Regions from separate parts of the Rattus norvegicus genome. Here region 1 is linked to region 2. Evidence: chromatin contacts called from public Hi-C data. All regions are on one chromosome and are shown on one strand. The core of a region is the stretch at or near the end of the contact, and the rest is flanking DNA. Distances in the headings are between cores, read along the strand shown. Region 1 holds the start of Glrx5 (glutaredoxin 5). Region 2 overlaps Syne3 (spectrin repeat containing, nuclear envelope family member 3).

Region 1 (4,838 bases), core at 390-2,889, 96 kb after region 2:
TCTTGTAGCAGCACTTAGTGTCCAACAGAAACCGCTCCGTCTGCTAAACAATATCTTGACTGCAAAGCTTCTCTGACTGTTGGTGGATCGACAATGACACGGCACAGTCATTATCACCGTGGCAACAGTACCCAGGATTTATCAGAGGAAAATTGCACATGGAACCGCTGGCTCTCGAGCAGGCATGCCTCAGCTTCCTCTGGAGTATGCTTTTTCTGCAAGTCTGGTGTGCTCGAGGGTACCACCAACCCAGCGCAGGTCCAAGACTACAGATTAGATAGAGGGCCACTGAGTCCTGCTGGCCAGGATCTGGATCCCCGTGCTACCAGTGTGAGCACCGACCATGTCTGGGGCTCTGTTCTAAGGGGAAGTACATGCCAAGCAATATATAAAATGGAGAGGGCAAAGCAAACAACTAGCCTGCTTATTCTTCTGCACCGTCCCCAGATGTGCAAGCGCTCTACCCATGGGCGATCATCACTGACAGAACACTCTCTTTTATTACTGTCTGTATGCATGGGGGTGGAACTCAGACGTCGCTTACACTCGGAAAGCGACCTACTACTGACCTATATCCTCATACTTTCTGTTTCTCCTCTTTAAAAGATCTTGCTGTATGGCCCAGGTTTATTTAGAAATCTTGAGTTCAACAGATCCTCTTATCTCAGCCTCTTAGTAGGCAAGGAACTTTGCAGACAACGGTCACAGGGTTCAGCAACCTCCAATTTCTTAGTTCTTTCAATAAACGGTCCTGACCCCAGCAACAGGGGGTTATGTGGGCAGAAGGGTCACCGAGACCCCAAAGACAGCCGTCCCACAGCTAGAGTACTTTACACGTTTGTAGGATAAGAACATCATTCTAGAGGCCAGGGAGATGGCTCAGAGTGTCAAGGGACTTACCCTGCACCCCAGAGTTCCATCACTGGATCCTTTATAATAGGCGGAAGTAGGGATCTGACCACACAAAGTTGTCTTCTGACTTCTATTCACACGCTGTGGCAGGTGTATGCACATAGATCATACATACACAATAATGATATTTTTATGCTAAAAGATCATTCTAGAGGAAGACTCCACGTGAGGCAGCAGCACACGGCTTGGCTGTCCACGTGCATGGCGGGTTCGAGGCTGGTCAGTATACGCCAAGTTGGCGGCTCACCTCAGCTAGTGATGCGTGAAGGCCCACCACCTCTCTGGCGCACGCCTTCGCAGGACTATCGGACCGCATTACCTTAAAAATCAGTCGCCGCAAACGGAACCGGAAACTGCGTCTGACGTGATTCCTTCCCGGCGTGCCGCGGGCGGCAGAAGCCCCGCCTTGCGCCTGCCCTGTCATCCTGGCTTTTCCCTGCAGGCCTCGAACGCACGCTGGAGGAAAGCCGTCTTCCTGTAGTCACACCTCTTGCTGTCCTTTACTGACGGACGTCCAGTTTGTCCAATCAACACGCAAAGTGGTCGTCCAGGCTCACTAGCAAGCCTGTAGGATGCGGCTCCCAGGGAAGGCCCACCGTTACGGTGTAAGCGATATGATTGGTGGAATTGAGCCAGTATTGTCCAATCACGAGACTCATCCCAGAGCCTATCCAATGAGAACTTCCAGTGGGCCGGCCGGACACCAAGGGCTCTGTAAGCCCTCGGGTGGCCGCAGAAGCGGTGATCAGCGAGCGGGCATGAGCGCGTCCCTGAGCCGGGCGGCCGCGGCTCTGCTCCGCTGGGGGCGCGGCGCGGGTGGCGGAGTCCTGCCCCGAGCCGGCGTGCGGGCAGCAAGCTCGGGCGGCCAGGCGGAGCAGCTGGACGCGCTGGTGAAGAAGGACAAGGTGGTGGTGTTCCTCAAGGGGACGCCCGAGCAGCCCCAGTGCGGCTTCAGCAACGCCGTGGTACAGATCCTGCGGCTGCACGGAGTCCGCGACTATGCGGCCTACAACGTGCTGGAGGACCCGGAGCTGAGGCAAGGTCAGGCCCGTGGGACCTGGCGACGAGGGCGCGGTGAACTTGAGCAGATCTCGAGGAGTAAGGGCCCTCCCTAGTTGCGAAGCCACCTGGGCGGAGGGAGGGTTCGCCTCGGCCCCTCTCGGGGAGAGATGTTCCTGGCTGCATAGGTGTGGGGTAGTCCGAAGCGTGATCCGTCAGAACAGGTAGATTGGGGACTGGCTGTCTGAGAGGGGGACTCACAGCGAGTACCTTGGGGACACTTGGAGGGCTTGGAAGCCAGCAGCCTACTTGCTAGGTGAGGGACTGATGCCGCCTATGTAGGGAGGAGGTCTCAGGCTTGCCTGTGTGTGCCTAACGAGGTCAGAGGCTGACCTCTAATGTTTAAGGCACCGAGGGTCAGGGACTGTCTTCTTGCCGCAGAGGTTTCACCATAGTCTAGCTGGACTCAACGTTGGGAAAGACACGGACTTTGGTTTTTAGGGACTGTAGCACCAAAGAACCCTGTGTGAACATGGTAGAGACACAGCGGGAAGAGAAAGCCACTAAGACTTCTGACCCCCGAACTGCAGCAAGGTTGGGGGCCAAAGGGCAGAGAGCAGAACAGCCAAACCTGTTGCTTTTCACTAACCCCAAGGCAAAGAGACTGAGTCCTGAAGTCTAGTTGAAATCCTTTCTCTCAGTCTTTTGCTTACTCTGAGCAGGGGAAGAGAAAGGCCAGGGATTTGGTCCTGATCCTTGGCAAGAATTGGTCAGGGTGGGCCGAGTAATGAAAAAGCTGCCCTCTCCCCTCTCCCTGCTCCTCCTTCAGTGGTATCTGGGGAACCCCGCATTCTAGAAATCCCCCCAGTCTTCTTACTGACCTGGTGCTCTGGTTTGGTCACTGCTGAAAGGAGCCTTTTCTATGAGAATGGAGTATGCAGCGTTTGAAATTACTAATTATAGCTATTCATCGTGGTATGGTCATTCTTCTTGAGGCTGGGGCTGTGGAGATCAGGTTTGCTTTGGAATGGTCTGTGATTGGTCTGCAGCACAGCCATAAGTAAAATGAAGAATTATGACCCTGAACCTGGCAGAGTCCGTGAGGAAACGAGAGACGATAAAAACTATAGCTGGGCATAGAAACTCACTTCTGTAGCCCCAGTTCTCTGCAGGCAGAGGCAGGGGGATCACCAGTTCAAAGCCAGACTGCACTGCATTGTGGGAATTCCTCCTTTCCCTTCCATACTGTATATAATGCCATCCTCTCTGGCCCGAGAGGCACCCACTAAGTGGCAGCAACTTTATTATTAAACCTGACGGCTTTCCATGGTGTTTCGTGGCTGACCCCACATTAGTTCCCTGGGATGGTTTTGATGGGCGTGGCTCTGGGGTGAAGCAGAGAAAGAGCAACTGAACGAGTGCTACCAGGGATGATGGCCAGACGTGCCTTGTGCTCTGAACCCCGTGTTTTCCTCCTCAGCTAACATTTGGCTGCTTGTGAGGCTCTGGGGTTATCTGGCCCAGGGCACGTTGTGGCTTTGGGTCAGAGGTGGCTCCTTGCAGGGGGGAGATAAGCAGCTACTCTGCAGCCTCGGAGCTAGGACCTACCTACCTGCGGTCACCCCGCCAGTGTGGCTCTTAGCAGACGCTACACTGTGGATATCTTGCTTAATATGAGGTCTGAGGAGCTTTGGCTTAGGATTTATGTTCCCCTGTTTAGTGTAACTGGAGGGAAGATACACCGGGGACAACCAATCTGAGAACGAGTATCAGGACCTGCTCTGTCGTCCACCTCACGTGCCTGGTCTCTCACCATTAGGTGCTCAGATGACACAAGAATTTAGCTCTTTTTTGTTGTTGTTGTTGATATTTGTTGTTGTTGTTGTTACTCAATTTTATTTATTATTTTTCTTCTTTTTTAGACAGGCTAGCCAAGCTCGCCTAGAACTCACTGTGAAGATTAGGCTGGCCCAGAACTTGCATTGTTCCTCCTATTGCTCAAGTGCTGGTGCCGGAGAGCCATTGTGCCCAGCTTCAAGCCTTCATTTCACTGGCTTGTTAGTTTTGTTAGTGTGTTCTCCAAATAATTAAACATGAGCCTCCTGTAGCTTAGAAAAATGAAGGTTAGTGGAAGGGCTGACATTCAGACTGATGAGAGTGTGCCCCCCCATCATCGCCCGCTCCGGGGGGGCCTAGCCAGGTTGAGCCTTTCAAGAGGTTTTTGTCTATAGTCAAGTATGCCAGAGGGCAAGGGGGTAGCTCGTGCTCGCTTTGGCAGACAAGGAGAGGCCACTCACCTGTCCCGCTGTGGCAATGGTCCTTCCTTCTCCCTTCTGACAGTTTTCAGAGGGCCCTGCTTCTCACCCAGGATCCAGGACGGGTGGTGTAAAGAAGGCTTCTGGTCCTCACTTTTATCACCTCGGGTACACACAGGACACAGTGCTGCCTTGTGGTTCCTTGGGCAATCTTGCGGCTGCTGGCATTGTGAAGTCCTGCCTGCCTGCACAGAGCATTTCACCTTTGGAGGGCAGGGGCCCGGCTTGCACAGAGGCCTGTGCTGCAGGGAGTGCCACTTGAGCAGGGCAGGCTTTCTGTGACTGTTACCTTGCTAAGGCCAGGCTGGTGTCGCTCACAGTCACAGCATAGACTTCTCTGTGACAGCTCTGATAGTCCCGTGCCCATCTTTCTCTATGCGTTCATTACAACAAGAGCAGGGTAGGGGGTGGAGTGTTTTTGAGTGCATAACCAGTACCCCATGTTTTCTTGTCCTTATAACTTGTAAAGTTTCTGAGGCATAAGCCTATGTGACATTGCCACATGTGTGTACCTTATGTAACATGGTCAGGTTAGCTGGCCTAGCTGTCACTTTGGACATGTTGATGAGTCTGGAGCACTTGGAGCCCTCCCTGCTGGCTGTTGACTTCTGT
Region 2 (4,460 bases), core at 1,652-4,151:
GACCCAGACAGAGATGTCCAAGCCCCAGCTCCACATAAATGTCCTTGCCACTGCAGACCCAGCCAAGTGCTCACACTCTAGTATGGCATACATCGCTGTCTTGTTGGTTGATGGTATTTGAGCACCTTAAACATCATTCTGCACAGAATCAGCAGTGACTCCATAAGGACAAAATAAATGAATGGCTGAAAACACAGGCAGTTAGTGGGCACCATGACTGGACCAGGGATCCAGATGTAGCTAATGCTTAGAATCTTTCTGACAGGTACAATCCATGGCCCATGTGTCACGTCACAGCTAGGATGTGGTCCAAAACAAAACTATAAACATATTTAAAATATTGTGAGTTGTGTTTAAAAGGAGGAGGAGGAAGACAAAGCAGAGGTGGAAGAGGAAGAGGAGCAGAAAAGGAAAAGGAAAAGGAGAAGAAGAGGAGGAGGAGAAGAGGAGGAGGAGAAGAAGGAGAAGGAGGAGGAGAAGAAGAAGAAGAAGAAGAAGAAGAAGAAGAAGAAGAAGAAGAAGAAGAAGAAGAAGAAGAAGAAGAGAGGAGGAGGAGAAGAGGAGAAGAAGGAGGAGGAGGAGGAGGAGGAGGAGGAGGAGGAGGAGAAGAAGAAGAAGAAGAAGAAGAAGAAGAAGAAGAAGAAGAAGAAGAAGAAGAAGAAGAAGAAGAAGAAGAAGAAGAGAGGAGGAGGAGGAGAAGGAGGAGGAGGAGAAGGAGGAGGAGGAGGAGGAGGAGGAGGAGAAGAAGAAGAAGAAGAAGAAGAAGAAGAAGAAGAAGAAGAAGAAGAAGAAGAAGAAGAAGAAGAAGAAGAAGAAGAAGAAACAACTCTTTGTGACTTGTTGTGTCTCAGTGTCAAAAGGTTGGATGCCCCTTGATCAGCTCTGGCCTAGGATGCATGGATGTGGACTCCCAACCATGAAGGGCCTTAAAGTGCAGCAACCACTGGCAGATACCCTTGGTACCTTCCATCTTCCGCCAGGGGCCACCAGGCCAGGCAGTAGTGGTCACATGACCTTTCCTGACACCTCTGCACTCCACAAAGTTCATGTCATTCTGAACTGGGGGGGTTGGGGGGGAATCCTGGGCGACACACCTGCCCCAGTATGTTCTGGATCACACAAGCCTTCAAAATTAATTCATGGAGTAAATTAAGTCAATATCGGTATTTCCATTTCACACACTGAGAAGGGAGACCTAAGGCAAGGTGATTTGTCCAAGGCCACAGAGCTAGCTGAAGGGCCCAGGGCTCAGCCTTGGTCCCCTCAAGATGCCAGAGGCCAGGAATGAACCCAGGGTGTCCATACCAGAGATGCTGACTCTGGGGCATGAGGGATCTGAAGTGACTCCAGGTCCTTTGAACCAGAATGTGCTGGGGGCTCATGTTAATGATAGTAACACCGGGGACAGCAAGGGACAGGATCAGGGAGACCCTCCAAGCCCCAGGCACACTGTGAGACAGTGAAACATTAGGTGCTGAGGCCTGAGGGCTGATGCTAGTCAGCCGCCACATGCCTGGTGGACACAGCCAGCCTTCACAACGCTTTTTTCCTCGCGCTTAGAGTGGAGTTAAGAAAACTATTTTGTCAATGGTAGGGTGCATGGAGATGCCCAGCCACAAGTGTCCTGTCTTGAATTGCAAATGTCCCCACAGGCTTCTGGTTTGGACAGCTGGGTTCCTAGCTGACTGTCCCTATTAGGGGAGGTTGCAGAGACCTTGGGAGTTGGGGCCAGCTGGCTGAAACATATGCCTGGTCTCACTGTTCAATTTCCTCCTTCTCCCTCTTCCACCCCTCCCCCTTCACCTCCCCATTCCCCAGCCTTTCCCTCTCCCTTCATAGTTGGTCAGGAAGTGAGTGGGCAGCCCTTCTCTGCCACAGGCTCCCAAAGTTCTGACATACTGCCCAAGCACATGAGTCCGTAAGACCATGGCTGCATTCTCTGAAACATGAGCCCAAGCAAACCCTTTCTCACGTCTTTTTTTCCTGTTGGATTTGGTCACAGCACCGGAAAGGGAACTGAGACCACTAAGCCCTAGTCCTGGCACACAGAGCCTAGACTGTGTCATCTTGTATAACACCCAGTATCGCTCTAGTGCTGCCACCTAGAGGGCAGGAACTGGTACTGCTCCCATTTTTGCTGTGACCAGCGTGGGAAGAGCCTGCCTGGCAGAGAAAAGGACTCCACCACCCTTTTGAATGTGTCCCCTGGGACCAAAGAGGCCACACGATCTATTTGCCCAGGATAGTCCAGGCTCCTGGGTCAGTCCTGGTTTACACCAGCTGTCGCAGGTGTAATCAGAGCAGCATCCAGTCCTTTTCCTGAGTGTCCCCAGGGTCTGGATGACAAATCCAGGGTCCCTCCTCAATCTCATGTCAAGGTTAAGTCATCTACACACACTTCAATCCCTCCCTGAGCCTGGGGCTTCCTGAGAACACACTCCTCGGGGCCCAACCCATTACAGCCCAAAGCTGGTTCTCCATCCATGCTCTCCCGCTCTCGCGGAATGTTCTAGAAAACCCAGACACCCTGCGCAAGAGTCACGGGCCTCCAGCCTTGCACATTCTCTGCCCTCTAGCTGTGTGGAACAGATGGCAGACACATACCTTCTGGAATGCAGTCAGCTCCCCTGGAGAACTCTCCGTCTGTTATTTTAGGGAAGGGGGAAGAAACGGGGTAAAAAAAATCAGCTAGGCGCGTAAAACTTAAAGCCCAGCAGAACCCGTAACAGAATATTCATTTTGTCAGGGGAGTATTTCGCTCAAATCGCCGGTCATCTGGACAGCCTGCACCAGCAGGGGATCCCATTTAATGAGCTTTTTAACACACTTCAGGGCCAGGTGGCACTGTCTGGATGGCCTTGGCCCGAGCTGGGGATGTGGTCTATATGGCCTGGGCTGAGCTGACACCTAGTGGCCAACCTGGCAGTTGCGGAATTAAAAAACTGCCTGGCTTGCAGAAAGCTATGGCTTCTGGGTTCTGAGACCTGGAAGTTGGGGTCTGGAGGCCATCCTACCTACTCCTTCCTGGGCCTAGGACACTTAACTTCTTTGTCACGCTTTTGTCACCAGTTTGGAGGGAAGGATGCCCCTTTGTGTAGGCGAGTTAAGTGGCCGTATTGTTTAACCAAGGGCTATCATTACCATAAGTAATGGTTTGCCTAAGAGACAGGAAGTCCAGGAGACAAAAGGGTCAAAGGTCAAGGCTAGGGGAAGAGAGGAGCCGAGTCTCAGGACTCATCCCTATGGCAACATCAGACCCCAGTGAAGGGCTCTGTGGCCCTTCTAGCATTGGCATTGGGGTTGGGGCTCAGCTATTCCCGCCGGAGTCAGCTCTACAACCAAATGCGGAAATGACCTAAAACTAACATGGTGAGAGGGAGACATCTTTATGTACTGAGGAGGAGTCACTGCCCTTAGTCCCAGGACTCCAGCTTCTCCGGGAGGTCAGATGGACATATAATATTACACGCTAAGAGCCTGAGACCCAAGAGTGTCCCCTCTCTTCCTTTAAGCAGCCACATTGGCCTGACATATGGATACACAGGAACAAACATGGGTAGATGGACTCTGTCTCCCCAAGACATGGGTGCCCCCTGGGACCCCAGCCTCTCCCCTACCCCCGACCAACACCCACCAGCAGGTCGCCGGAGCCCTTGAGCTTGGACTTGTAGAGCATCCACCGGTATCGCAGATCTTCCAGCTCATTGGAGGGGTCCCTTGCTGGTCTGTGACGAAGCAGGTTCTCAAAGAGGATCTGTCCTTCTGGGATCCGAGCCTCCAGCTCCTGAGAGAGAAGACGGCAGCATCATGCCACAGCTGCCCAGTGACTCACGAACCCCACCCGGCTGGGAAGAATGAGCCAATCAAGTGCCATCCGAGGCATGCTGGGAAAAGTAGACTGGACCAGTAACATGAGACGCTCATCCATGCAAGTTTTTTTAAAAAGGGTTTTTTAGGGATGGAAAGACAGCTCAATGCTTACAAGTTACGGCTGCTCTTGCAGAGAACCTGAGTTCAATTCTCAGTACCCAAATGTTGGCTTGTAACTATCTCTAACTTTAGTCCCAAGGAATCTGATGCCCTCCTTCTGGTCTCCAAGGGCACCAGGCACACATGTGGCACACAAGGGCACAGACATACAAGCAGATAAAAATGTTCTTGTTAAAAATTGGTCCTATGGGGGCTGGGGATTTAGCTCAGTGGTAGAGCGCTTACCTAGGAAGCGCAAGGCCCTGGGTTCGGTCCCCAGCTCCGAAAAAAAGAACCAAAAAAAAAAATTGGTCCTATGTATATTTATTTTATCTGCATGGGCATTTGCCTGCCTGGATCCATGTGCATCCTGAGTGTGCCTGGTGTCTACAGAGATCAGGAGAGAGAATCAGATCCCTCGGAGCTGGAGTTATGCTTTTTCTGAGCCACCACATGGATGCCAGGAAGTAAACCCAGGTCCTCTCCAAGAG

Evidence for each region. A called contact is a pair of places that touch in the nucleus more often than the background predicts.
Region 1: a contact with region 2 is called in a Hi-C map of hepatocytes, with 2.9 times the contacts expected there. The contact joins the promoter of Glrx5 here to the enhancer-like site in region 2. A contact is called at or near these places in 11 of 12 Hi-C or Micro-C datasets (the A7r5 cell line, the Rat2 cell line, Schwann cells and 6 more) and 1 of 1 datasets of contacts at active chromatin or transcription factors (oligodendrocytes).

The regions. Positions count from the first base shown.
Region 1 is chr6:129,751,555-129,756,392 of GRCr8, forward strand. Glrx5 (glutaredoxin 5) reads left to right here and starts at 1,640. Exons shown (of 2, transcript NM_001108722.1): 1 at 1,640-1,953. The coding sequence starts at 1,671. LOC134479255 (a long non-coding RNA gene) reads right to left here and starts at 1,276. Exons shown (of 2, transcript XR_010052351.1): 1 at 901-1,276. It also overlaps Scarna13.
Region 2 is chr6:129,653,855-129,658,314 of GRCr8, forward strand. It overlaps Syne3 (spectrin repeat containing, nuclear envelope family member 3), which reads right to left. Exons shown (of 18, transcript NM_001106762.2): 16 at 3,635-3,784; 17 at 2,605-2,643. LOC120103609 (a long non-coding RNA gene) reads left to right here. Exons shown (of 5, transcript XR_010052349.1): 5 at 1-520. Among named protein-coding and RNA genes, the nearest start is that of Syne3, 73 kb to the right of the region's middle. Within about 2 kb of position 2,902, at least 14 of the 93 cell types and tissues checked have an H3K27ac peak or open chromatin away from gene starts, as enhancers often do. A contact at or near this core is called in the A7r5 cell line, Schwann cells and hepatocytes, where this site is marked.